Regions from separate parts of the Danio rerio genome. Here region 1 is linked to region 2. Evidence: chromatin contacts called from public HiChIP or PLAC-seq data. All regions are on one chromosome and are shown on one strand. The core of a region is the stretch at or near the end of the contact, and the rest is flanking DNA. Distances in the headings are between cores, read along the strand shown.

The links. HiChIP or PLAC-seq counts read pairs in DNA pulled down with a chosen protein or histone mark.
Region 1: a contact with region 2 is called in an H3K4me3 HiChIP or PLAC-seq map of gastrula embryo, with 2.1 times the contacts expected there. The contact joins the promoter of ndufb2 here to the promoter of hcls1 in region 2. A contact is called at or near these places in 2 of 4 datasets of contacts at active chromatin or transcription factors (embryo and gastrula embryo).

Annotation. Positions count from the first base shown.
Region 1 is chr4:23,077,915-23,083,176 of GRCz12tu, forward strand. ndufb2 (NADH:ubiquinone oxidoreductase subunit B2) reads left to right here and starts at 2,027. Exons shown (of 4, transcript NM_200791.2): 1 at 2,027-2,232; 2 at 4,021-4,153; 3 at 4,234-4,323; 4 at 4,408-4,779. The coding sequence starts at 2,147. The coding sequence ends at 4,308. It overlaps kmt2e (lysine (K)-specific methyltransferase 2E), which reads right to left and starts at 4,150. Exons shown (of 22, transcript XM_073947193.1): 1 at 3,992-4,150. It also overlaps a transcript of kdm7aa not described here.
Region 2 is chr4:22,908,666-22,914,385 of GRCz12tu, forward strand. hcls1 (hematopoietic cell-specific Lyn substrate 1) reads right to left here and starts at 2,610. Exons shown (of 17, transcript NM_001045006.1): 1 at 2,557-2,610; 2 at 1,873-1,956; 3 at 1,694-1,767; 4 at 1,143-1,272. The coding sequence starts at 1,956. It overlaps golgb1 (golgin B1), which reads right to left. Exons shown (of 20, transcript XM_068220776.1): 18 at 5,562-5,633; 19 at 5,267-5,351; 20 at 3,990-5,183. The coding sequence ends at 5,046.

The DNA.
Region 1 (5,262 bases), core at 777-3,276, 170 kb after region 2:
CTGCATGTCGAGGTTATGCGATGCTATTATATCTGCAGAGGCGATATGTTTCTTGCATTCGTTAAGCTGTGTGTTTGGAAACGCCTCTCGTGTTTTTCATCGATTGTGTTTTTCCAGAGCCGCCATGTTGTCGATCCCGCGCCTCTGCGCTGCTCCGGGGATCATGATTAGTAAATGGCGTATTGGAGCATTTTCTGGAGCACGCACTGCTATTTGAGCTGTTGTTGTTTATTGGATTCCCAAGAAGGTTAACCACAACTTTGTCTGTCTATTGAGTTTACGGCAAACTTTGTAGGCTACTACTAACATTATTTTAGCCTGCTACTGCTTTTGTCCATTACAACATCTACAGTCTAGTGCCTAAACTTTTTCTTATAAAGGGTCAAAAACAAAACTTGATTGGGGCTAGTGGACCAGAGGTGAATATACAGTAGTTGCCGTGGGTAATACCTAATATTTTTAATAATATTTAAAATAACTAGAAAACATTGCTTTATAGTAACTAATAAGCAATTTTACATTTAACAATGAACTTTACAGCATTACAGAAAAAACAAAAACAATCTCATTTATAACAATGTTGTTACACTTGTGTTTGCCTTCTGCTTAGTCATCTACCCTTTGAGTGACATCATGTACATTTTTAAAAATCAGATTCATTTACAAAATGAAACATGCTTTTTTTCATAGCTCAGCAATACAACAGAAACAAAATAAGGATAGGTGACGCATCAAATTATAAATTACCATCTTTGTTAAAGGCATTCGCCCCAATTCTTTCCATCATTCTCATTTTTTTTTTCTCAAATGGGATGGTGAGCTAAATCAAAGGTTACAATGGGCCAACCTTACTTAAAATAGTTGTTGAAAAACTATAATGACAAATAGTTTGGTGAATAGGTAATGTGACTGTTGCATTGGCACTAGGGTCCCAAAAGTTGATGTATGGAGGATGTATAGTCTGAAATTAAATATTTCTGAAAATTTTGGAAAATATGTATGTATCTGGTTGCTTTTTGAGCCAATAAAACATTTTATATGTAATTGCAACTTGTGTGTTCAGAGTTTCTTCACTTGCATAAAATCAAAACTATATCAATAGTAAACAGTGTTGGGAGTAATGCATTGCAAGTAATCCGAGTTACGCAATAATATTACTTTTCTAAGTAACAAGTACAGTAACGCATAACTTTAAAAATAAGTAATAATGTTTGAGTTACTGTTTAGTTTAATTCGCTTTAAAAACGAATTGCTGAATTAAAATGAAAGTAGTCATATTGAATCATGCAGTCAATGACAGAATGCAATCAATAATTTTAAGGCTTTGAAGAAAAGGAAGTGGGGATTATAGTTTCAAAGGACAGAGATTTCACAAAAGACAGTACAAAAGAAGCAAACACATTGCTGTAAACTTTCAATAATCTATATATGTCATGTAGAGCTCTGGAGCCAGGAAGTTCTGAGATAACACTATCTAGTTCGTTTTTTAATAGGTAAATGTATGTAGGTTATACAACACAACGTTATTTTGTAATGCTCCTCTATTAAAAAAAAAACAAGATGTAAAAGAGATCAAGCCTCAGCCAGGTAATAAGTTACTTAAAAAAAATGTTACGTTACTTTTTTGGGGAGTAACTCAATATTGTAATGCATTACTTTTAAAAGTAACTTTTTGTAACTCCAACACTAATAATAAATTGAGGGTCTTGTGATAATAAAACATTTGCCAAGAGAAGCCTGATTCTAACAGGATGCAAGAGAAACATACAACAGTAGCCTACTTAATGAAATGTTCAATAAACCAGTAGAGCCAATAAATAACTGATCCAACGTAGTACATTTATTCGAATTACAGATTTAAAAAAGTTTGAATCATAATTTATAGTCATTTGATTAAATAACAAATGTATCGATCCATTTATGCATGAATATCATATTCCATACTTGTTCGACCTTTTCTCAGTGGATATTTGGCGCCCTCTGCCGAATATGCAGCGCATAGCATAAAACGGCAATTTTTAAACGACCAATCACAGCTCTCGGTATTGCCAAGTCAAAGAAACAGCCGCTGTAAAGGTGACATTTAGCTCTCTAGTCACCCAGCTTAATCCGACCCAAATTAGGAGTAAAACACTTAGATTTGAGCATGTCTTCGGTTTGGAGGACGGCGGGTGTCCTCCGGGCGGGCCTGCAGCAGTTCAGACGCGGACCTCAGCAGATGACCGTCAGAAAGTGAGTGTTTATCACTGGCAGGCTAACTAGCTAACTGTGCTGCTTCAGCCTGTTTTGGGCTTAAATACCGCTCAAGACAGTCGTTAACGACGTCAACCTTTAATGCAAGGTTAAAATTTAAGGTTTAGTTTTTAGTGATAACTGGAAACAAATTAAGCATGGCAGGTTTTCGAAGTATCGTGATTAATTAATTAACGTTAATCCTCTCAAGTTAGGGCCTTAAAAGGTCTTCAACTCATGTATTTTGTTAACGTTAAGTTAGTATTTTACAATGAAGCAAAGTAAACATCCTAAAATCTAAGTCAATTTAATTTATGAAAAGATACCAAATTAAGTCCTGTTTTTGTTTTGTTTTTTGAGAAATTTAAAAGCATTTATTTGGATAAGACTAATCTGTCAGTGGGTTCATGTATAAACAAATACATTATGTAGTTTGAATAAAGTTTTTAGAGCACACTGGCACACATTTTAATCATAAAATGCCTCATTTTTACAAAACATTTGCTCTCTCCTTTTGTTTTCAAGCAAATATTTCAGGGTTTAAACATGGAAAACAAGACCTTTCAACTAAAACCCAATCTGTGTGTACTAGGGCTGCACAATACATCGTTTCAGCTTCAATATCCCAATGTGATCGTTCCCAATAGTCACATCGCAGGATATCAAATGATATGCAACATTTCCATGTGTTTTTGAGGCCTGTGACTGTATAATGTATATTTTAAATACTTTGTCATAAGAATTTGTACAGTTTGTACCTTTAATAAGGATTAACTTTAATTTTATTCAATTACTGTACCTAAATATTGCTATACAAAAAATTGAAAATAAAGTGTATTTTAATTGTTTCTTTTTCTTTCCTAAATTTATTTGTTTGTAGATTCATAATATTTTATTTATGACCACCCCCAATCAATCTGAAATGTTCAATTCCTTCCAAATAGAGATTCATTTCGCAATATATAATCATAGAATAACAAAATATTGCAATGTTACATTTTTCCAATATAGTGCAGCCCTAGTGTGCACAATGTTCAGTAAAAGCTGGTTTAAGTGTCTAACATTTCCAGCAGATTTAGTATGTCTTGCTAAAATATCTACTCTTTATTTTTGTTTATTTAGGTAGAAATTCTCTCTTTATTCATAAATAAATCATAAAGTTGCAATGCTGAAAGACTTGCATTCATTTTCTTTTTGGGTTAGTTACTTTATTAATTAGTGGTGGCCACAGCGGAATGAACCACCAAATTATTAAGCAAATGTTTTTCGCAGCGGATACACTTCCAGCCACAACCTAACACTGGGAAACTGAAAGACTTACATTTTCATAATAAATGGTATTTTGATGAATTTTGAAATTTGCATTGCAAACTGATGCTGTCAAAAACATGGTCATACAAGGTCAAAACAATACTTTGTATAGTGAACTTGTATTGTAAGAGTTAAATAACCTATTAAAAATAAACCGTATTTAAATAATAAATGTAACATTCCTGCACAAATAGTTGTATTTGTAAAAGGCATTTACAAAGCATTGTAATTTATATTTTTTATTTTGGGGATTTTCTGGATTGTTAAAATAAATATTTTAAGTTAACTTTAATTTTATTTTTAAATCTGATTAATATTTTTTTTTGAATATCTAAAATTCAATCAATGGTACATACATGTAGCCTTATAGCACAATTTGCAAATACACATAAAAATACATATATTTACACACATGTACATACACATAACTTAAACATCTTGTACTTACTGGCAATCCTTCTGTGTGTTTTGTTTTAGTTCAGGAGGTGTGCAACATTACAGGCAGCCTCCACCGATCGCCAAGAACCAGATATTTAATGCCAACCTCTTAGGCGGTTTCATGTGGTTCTGGATCCTATGGCACACCTGGCACACACCAGACGCCATTCTGGTGAGGAGAAACATCATCACAAACCAATCAAATAAAAGCCATTTCATAATCACCAGCCACTCAACTAATGTTTTCTTTAGGGTCACTTCCCCTGGCCGGATGCTTCAGCCTGGACTGATGAGGAGCTTGGGATCCCACCTGATGATGAAGAGTAGATTCAACACCTCATTGTACATATAAATATATATTTACATCATTTACCTGGTGTAAATTCCTCACAGCATGACTGATGCTTCTTCTCTTCGCATTTGCAGACACAATCACACCTTTTTCTGTCGAGGAAACTGAAAGTTCCTGTTATACATATGGACTTATTATCAAGTCTGATTATAAAAGTTGCATTATAAAATAAAACAATGAAGAAAAAAAAACTCCAGGCTCTTGAATTTGCAAGTAGAACAGTGTTTTATCACTTAACATCTGGGGAAAAAGGAGGAAAAACAGTGTGATCTACAAAACATTTCCCTCATGTTTCATATATACATTGCATCCAAAACATCAGAAGAGGAACAGAACACAGCATGGGGGGAAATAAACACAGTGAACTTTATACCACAGTCCATAATGGAAATGAATGCTCGAGCTTAATAAATACTGTACAATGAATGTGTCAAAGCAAAAAAAAACCTGTCTGATCAACTAGTCCATTTATGTTGAGGAGAACAAGTGGGAACATTTTTCATCATAAAACTCAAAACTGTAACAAAGCCTGAGTTTCAGCATCCATCTCGAGTCCTGTGGATCCAAAATAGTGCATATCTGCTTACTGAACCAACAGACCTTTTAAACAACAGTCAAGAATACTTGTTTGGGTCTCACAAATGTTGTATAATTTACATTGTTCTGAATCTGCGATTTAAATTCAGCAGACTGCCCAAAAAAAAAAAAAAAAAAAAAAAAAAAGAAATTAAATGGGAAATATATACATTTGTTGGCAAATCCGTACAAAACGAGACTGAACGACAGTGCTGGTGAATTCAAAGATGTCACCCGTTCGATGTTCCCTGAGAAAACGTTTCATAGCCTCTCTTAGAATTTCACAAACAAGCACCAATTTTTTTTCTGTTTGTTTTGTTCCCACTGAAATGTTTTATCCCGTTTCAACAAGT
Region 2 (5,720 bases), core at 1,360-3,859:
ATTGATTTGAGCTGTAATCATTTATTTCTCTTTAATTATACGTAAAATGTGCATAAAGAAGACAACTGTCAACAAATGGCTGGGTACAGTCTACTACAATAACTTACTTGCATTATTATGGGGTGTATGCAAAGGGACTTTTAATTTTGAGTAATCCAGCTCCGGTGAACTGTCATGAACCATGCTATGGAAATTTATTTTACCACAGTATTTTCAGATGGAGGTTAAACAGCATTTCATCTCATTTTACACCTGAACAACTAAATTTACTTAAGTCTATTATCAATGCTGTAAAAGAAACCTTATGAAATTGAAAATAGTCAAATCAACCTTTCACCAGATGTTTATTGGTAGCTGAAAAACACTTGCCATTCATATAGCACATTAAGTCGCAAGATGGGACCAAACAAGAACAGCAGCCTATAATATTTATATGAATGTATTAACTAATAGCCAAGATAATAGGAAGTACCCGCATGAGCCTGTGTTATTGGTTACTATCTGTCAATGACATTAGGATGTTGATTGACCAATCAGATTCAAGTATTTCAGAGAGCGTTGTAATAAGGATATTTAATGAGTTGCATATATTCTGAAGCACAGTAGAACAAAAAAAACTAAAATATTTGGGAAAAAAACATTGAACAAAATTAGAGAACTCTTTTAGATATCAGTTATTGCTGTTGATTTGTGCCTGCTGGTTATTTCCCCATTTAACTGACAAACCCTTTTACTAACTTTGTAAGATGGTGAGCTGTTAATGTGGCCGAAATAGATAATAGATTTCAACAGCTAGATTGTGGAAGTTCAAATTCTGCAGATCTCGTGCAGGAGAGTACATTGCCTTCAAATACAAGCAAAAACTGTGAATGTTGTTTTATTGATGCTACATGAGTTTAATTTAATTTCATCAGAATACCTCATGGGTACCTTCTTGGCTTCCGAACAAAAACTGTTATGTAATTCACCTTGCTCACACAGATGTGACTTTTAAACCAAGTTGGTCAGTAAAGCGAATCAGCAAGATTTTTGGCCCTCAAATGAATTTCTTCTTGAAATAATTGGATTTAATGAAATAAAAAGGTAACAAAGAATCATTTGGCACACTTTAGAATTTGAACTTGTTTTTTTTTTAATCTAACCTTGTCCATTCTGTCTTTCTCAACTCCAAATTTCCCTCCATAGCCGTAAGAAGCTTTAGGACCCTGGTCCAACTCCTTCTTCTTAACCACCTCATGTTCCCGAGACACATTCTGCCTGAGATCTGCAATGCTACACACACAAACACAGACACGTTAATACATGCTGCAACTTACCATGGAATGTCAAGGTGGCAGTTTTGCAATGCACTCATTTCTTTGCAATTAATTCCTGGTGCTCATTTATATTTTGAACTTCAAATTATAACTGCAAATTACACATACAGTTATTGTAATTGTTTTTAAAATGCAGTGTGACAGTGCAATATCTTATTCCGCTTCTGATATGATGTCAGCTTGATCTTGTCACTCCATATTTGGAAATGCAACTCAAGTAGGCTGCAGTTCTACTTCCTATTTCCTCTATATAGTGTAGCAGTACTTTAAGCAGTGCTTTCTGTTCAGTGCTATGTAGTGGCATGAAATCAGCCTGATTTATCAATATATTGTAGCATTTTACTTTTTGTGTAAAATGTAGCATTTGTAAGAGTTACCTGATGTGTTCTTTTCGGCCTGAACCTTCTATGGTTTTGGCACCCCATCTCTGTTCTTGTTCTGAGACATCATTCTAAACGGACACATTTACATAATAATAATAATAAATAAATGTTGTGCTTGGAAATGAGACTACATATTTACATCAGAACTTTTTTTATTCCTCCTCTCTTCTTACCTCAAAATTTGGATCTGTTTCCCAGTCGTCCCCTTGTGATTCAGTCTCCACAGTAACATCATGCCCCACTACAGATTTCCACATCTATAAAACAAGAGAAGTCAAGATTTCATAGGTCATATTACATTTCCTTGTGTCCATACTACTGGGTATTGTTATGCATTACTTAAAGTAATGTATAAATCCATTAAATGATAAATATTATCTATAAACAATGTTTAAGTGACGATATTGCAATATTGTAAACAGGAAATTAGTAGTAAAATAGTAATACAAATTATGACAACGTAAACACCGCAGCTTGATGGTTTAATTTTAACGTCCAAGAAAAAAATTAAAGCAAATAACATTTCCGTAGATGAATATCTCTTTACATAAAGCGAGTTAAAACTTGTGCTCCAAGTTCCTCATTTATTGTAGACTTAGATGGAAACTTTTGCACGTTCATTGCTAAAAAGTAATAATAATTACACCATGATTTTAACAGCTTTTGAGAACATTAAAATGCAGATACATTAACGTTGTATGTATTGTAAATACAAACTTATAACTTTGTCTTTCCTTAACGGAGAAAAAAGTATGGCAACTTTAACCTATCAGTTACTTCCTGACCAAAGAAGTTTCGTTTCTTTCTGCATGCATCGGCAATAACAATATGAACAGACGACAATTAGGAATACTCACTTTGTTATTGCTTTATTTCCGTCTTTTTGTGTCCGTTAAGTGTCAATGTCAGCGTCAGATAAACAATAGCTCAGAGCTCAGATTTGACCTGCGCTCGAATGCGCGCAGCCTATGCTGAATACTTGAGGCGTCGCGCACGCGGTTACGCGCAGCAGAGTCCCACCTGTGCGCTTCCATCCGGTAACAAATAAAACAGTACAAGTTTAATTGCATATATCGCCCAAAGTCTCAAAATAATAAATGAACATGTAATTGAAGTAATTACATTTAATGAGTCATTGCAATTATTAAATATACGCATTGGTCACTTTATTGGATGGCACTGTTCAACTGCTCGTCAATGAATATTTAATAAGCCTCTATATTTAATAAGACTCTACATTTAGATTAGATATGATAACAGTCAAACAGAGCATCATTGTGGGGAGATAAGAAAATTTAAGTGAGTGGATGTGCCTAATCTGGAGAATTTCTGAACTGATCAATGGGATTTCCCGAAATCACTTTAAGTGTTTATAATGAATGGTCCGAGATAGAAAAAAATATATAGTTGTGGCATTTCTGTTGATGCCAGAAGGCAGAAGAGATCGTCCTGACAGGTTCTGCTGATAGACACTCCACAAAAACTCAAATAACTTATAACAACTGAGGTCTGCAACGGGACAAACATGGGAACAGATGAACCTCAGCAGCAAAAGAGCCATTCTAGTAAGCTAAAAAAAAAAAACCCAAAAAAAAAACCTGCAAACTGAGGCTACTGCACACAAAGGATAATTAAAAAGACAGCAGAAAACTGGGTGAAAAAAGTGTGGTCTGAAAAGTCTAATGCAACAAATTTAAAATTTCGCATAAGCTGATCCATCCTGCCATGTGTCACCAGTTCTGGTTGCCGTTATTGGTGTATATTCACGAATATACAACAAACCCCTTAGTACAACATAAGCATTGTTTAAACACCACAGCCCACCCAAGTATTGTGTTTGACCATGTTGAATCCTTCATGTCCACAGTAAACCCAATGAGTTAGTTCAGTGTACTCATATGTTCTCCACAGCCACCAGATATGCAATATGGACCAAAATAATTTGGAAAAGTTTCCAGCACAGGTTCCGCTACTGGCAAGTGTGGCAAAGTTTATCTAATACTGAAGCTGATATGTCACATTACAACAACAAAATTAAAGTAGTATGGATTATATTTGTACTACACACATCCATACTATACATAATATACTTTTTAGTGGTTGAGAAGAAAATCAGTACCTACCTCATAAAACTAGGAAGAAAGCATTCGGCACCATTATAAGATCTCAAAATGCTATTAGGCATTTATTTCAAACACATGATCAACTTAAAAGAAAACAGGTTTACTGTACAATCAATTGTACAATAGCAGCACCATCATATCTAAGAACACACTATGTCAACCAGATGTGCATGTCTTCCCATAAATAGACTTTATTTCCAAAAAATAGCCCCTACAACAGGGTAGCAGGAGGGAGAGAAATAATCATTTACACAGATTTTACAGATTAAACACTCACCGGGCTGAGCTTCAAATCTCACTGTAAATAGAGACAACATTTGTATCACAAGCTAATCCAGCCCTGTACAGCCCAAACAGATCAGAGGGACAGGGGTGAAGTGAGAAGAGGAAAGTTGGCTCTGGTTCAAAAAATGAGCAGAACGTGAATGATTTGAAGTGTATATTAAACAGAAACAAAACATCTAGAGAATTGTTAAGGAAATTATCCAAGTATGAATTATGTCATTTGAGCCTTGAATGAGGGTGATTGCAAGTAATGTCCAGATGAAACTGTAGTGTGTTTAAAAGAAAGAAACTTCAAAAAAAAAAAAAAAACTGAATAAACAACAACAATTAAAACGAACAAAAATAAATGACAGTATTGCACCAAGCTGGCAAACGAATCTGCCATTGAAGAGAAACAGTCAGCACACTAGGACAATCTTCTTACGTCTTGCCATGCAAACAAGTACAGTATCTTTTTCAGCTTTACTTCACATCTGAGTGCGATGACATTATGCACAGACACCAAAAAAATCATTACAGAAAAGTGGAATGTAGCCTGTTTGTCTACTTGTATGCAGTTTAAAAACCATATCAGACAGAAAAAAGATGCTGACACTGTGTCCGTGTCAACTTCAACTACATTTTGCAAATGACTTAACGATTCCTTCATTAAAGATGTGATTATTAAAGGGTAAATAATGTTTTGGAGGAAGTGCAGGTAGTGCTCTAGTGTTACCAGTCTGGATAAGCCCCAATAAAACTGGGTGGAAATTATTTTTTGTCAGAGCTCTCTGATAAAAAAAAGAAAAAAAAAAAACAGATCAAATGTAACTTTGGTAAATAAGCAAGGAAATATGTTAAATTAATTAACCCTGTTATATGATGTGTTCATTTGTTTTAACAAGTGAGTTTGTATGTAACCGTCTCTCTCTGTCTCAGTAAAGCATGATGAGTCTCTCTCACAGATATCCTCCAAAGCACAGCAGCAGCAGCACATGGACAGTCAGAAGATACAGGGACACCAGCAGAGGGGTGCGCTGGCGAGAACAGAAGGCAACCCTCAACATCCGCAGCAGCCCAGGTCCACCACTACGAGTCTGAGGATTCAAAAAAGAAACATAAAATACATAAATTGCTTCTATAATTTTGTATAACATTTATAAATTGAGGTTTTGTTTACCCGTGTAACAGCGCCCTCTTGTGGCTCAATAAGAACAGCTGTCTCTGACATCATAGATGGTGTCTGCCACTCCCCCTGTGTATGGCTGTAAATTATTAAATAAATGAAATGCTTGTTTTTTTTAAGAGTTCACATTAAACAAGTGAATAAAACCAATTAGTTAATATGCCCCAAAAATGTTAACAAGATAGAAAAAGTTTCAGATGCCAATTTGTAAAGACTTAATTGTCTAAAAGTGCCCAAACAGTTCTTGAATGTGCCAGGAGATGATCTAAATCTGAGATTAGGGTCAGACCGTTTGAGGCGATCCTCTGCGGCGATGAGCTGCTCCTCTATTCTGAGTCTCAGTTCTGACTCCTCATCCAGCCTGGCAGACACACACATATTGAATTATGCAGTATAACTATATATTTATACAGTATAATATATAGTACAGCACTGGTGAGGGGCAAAA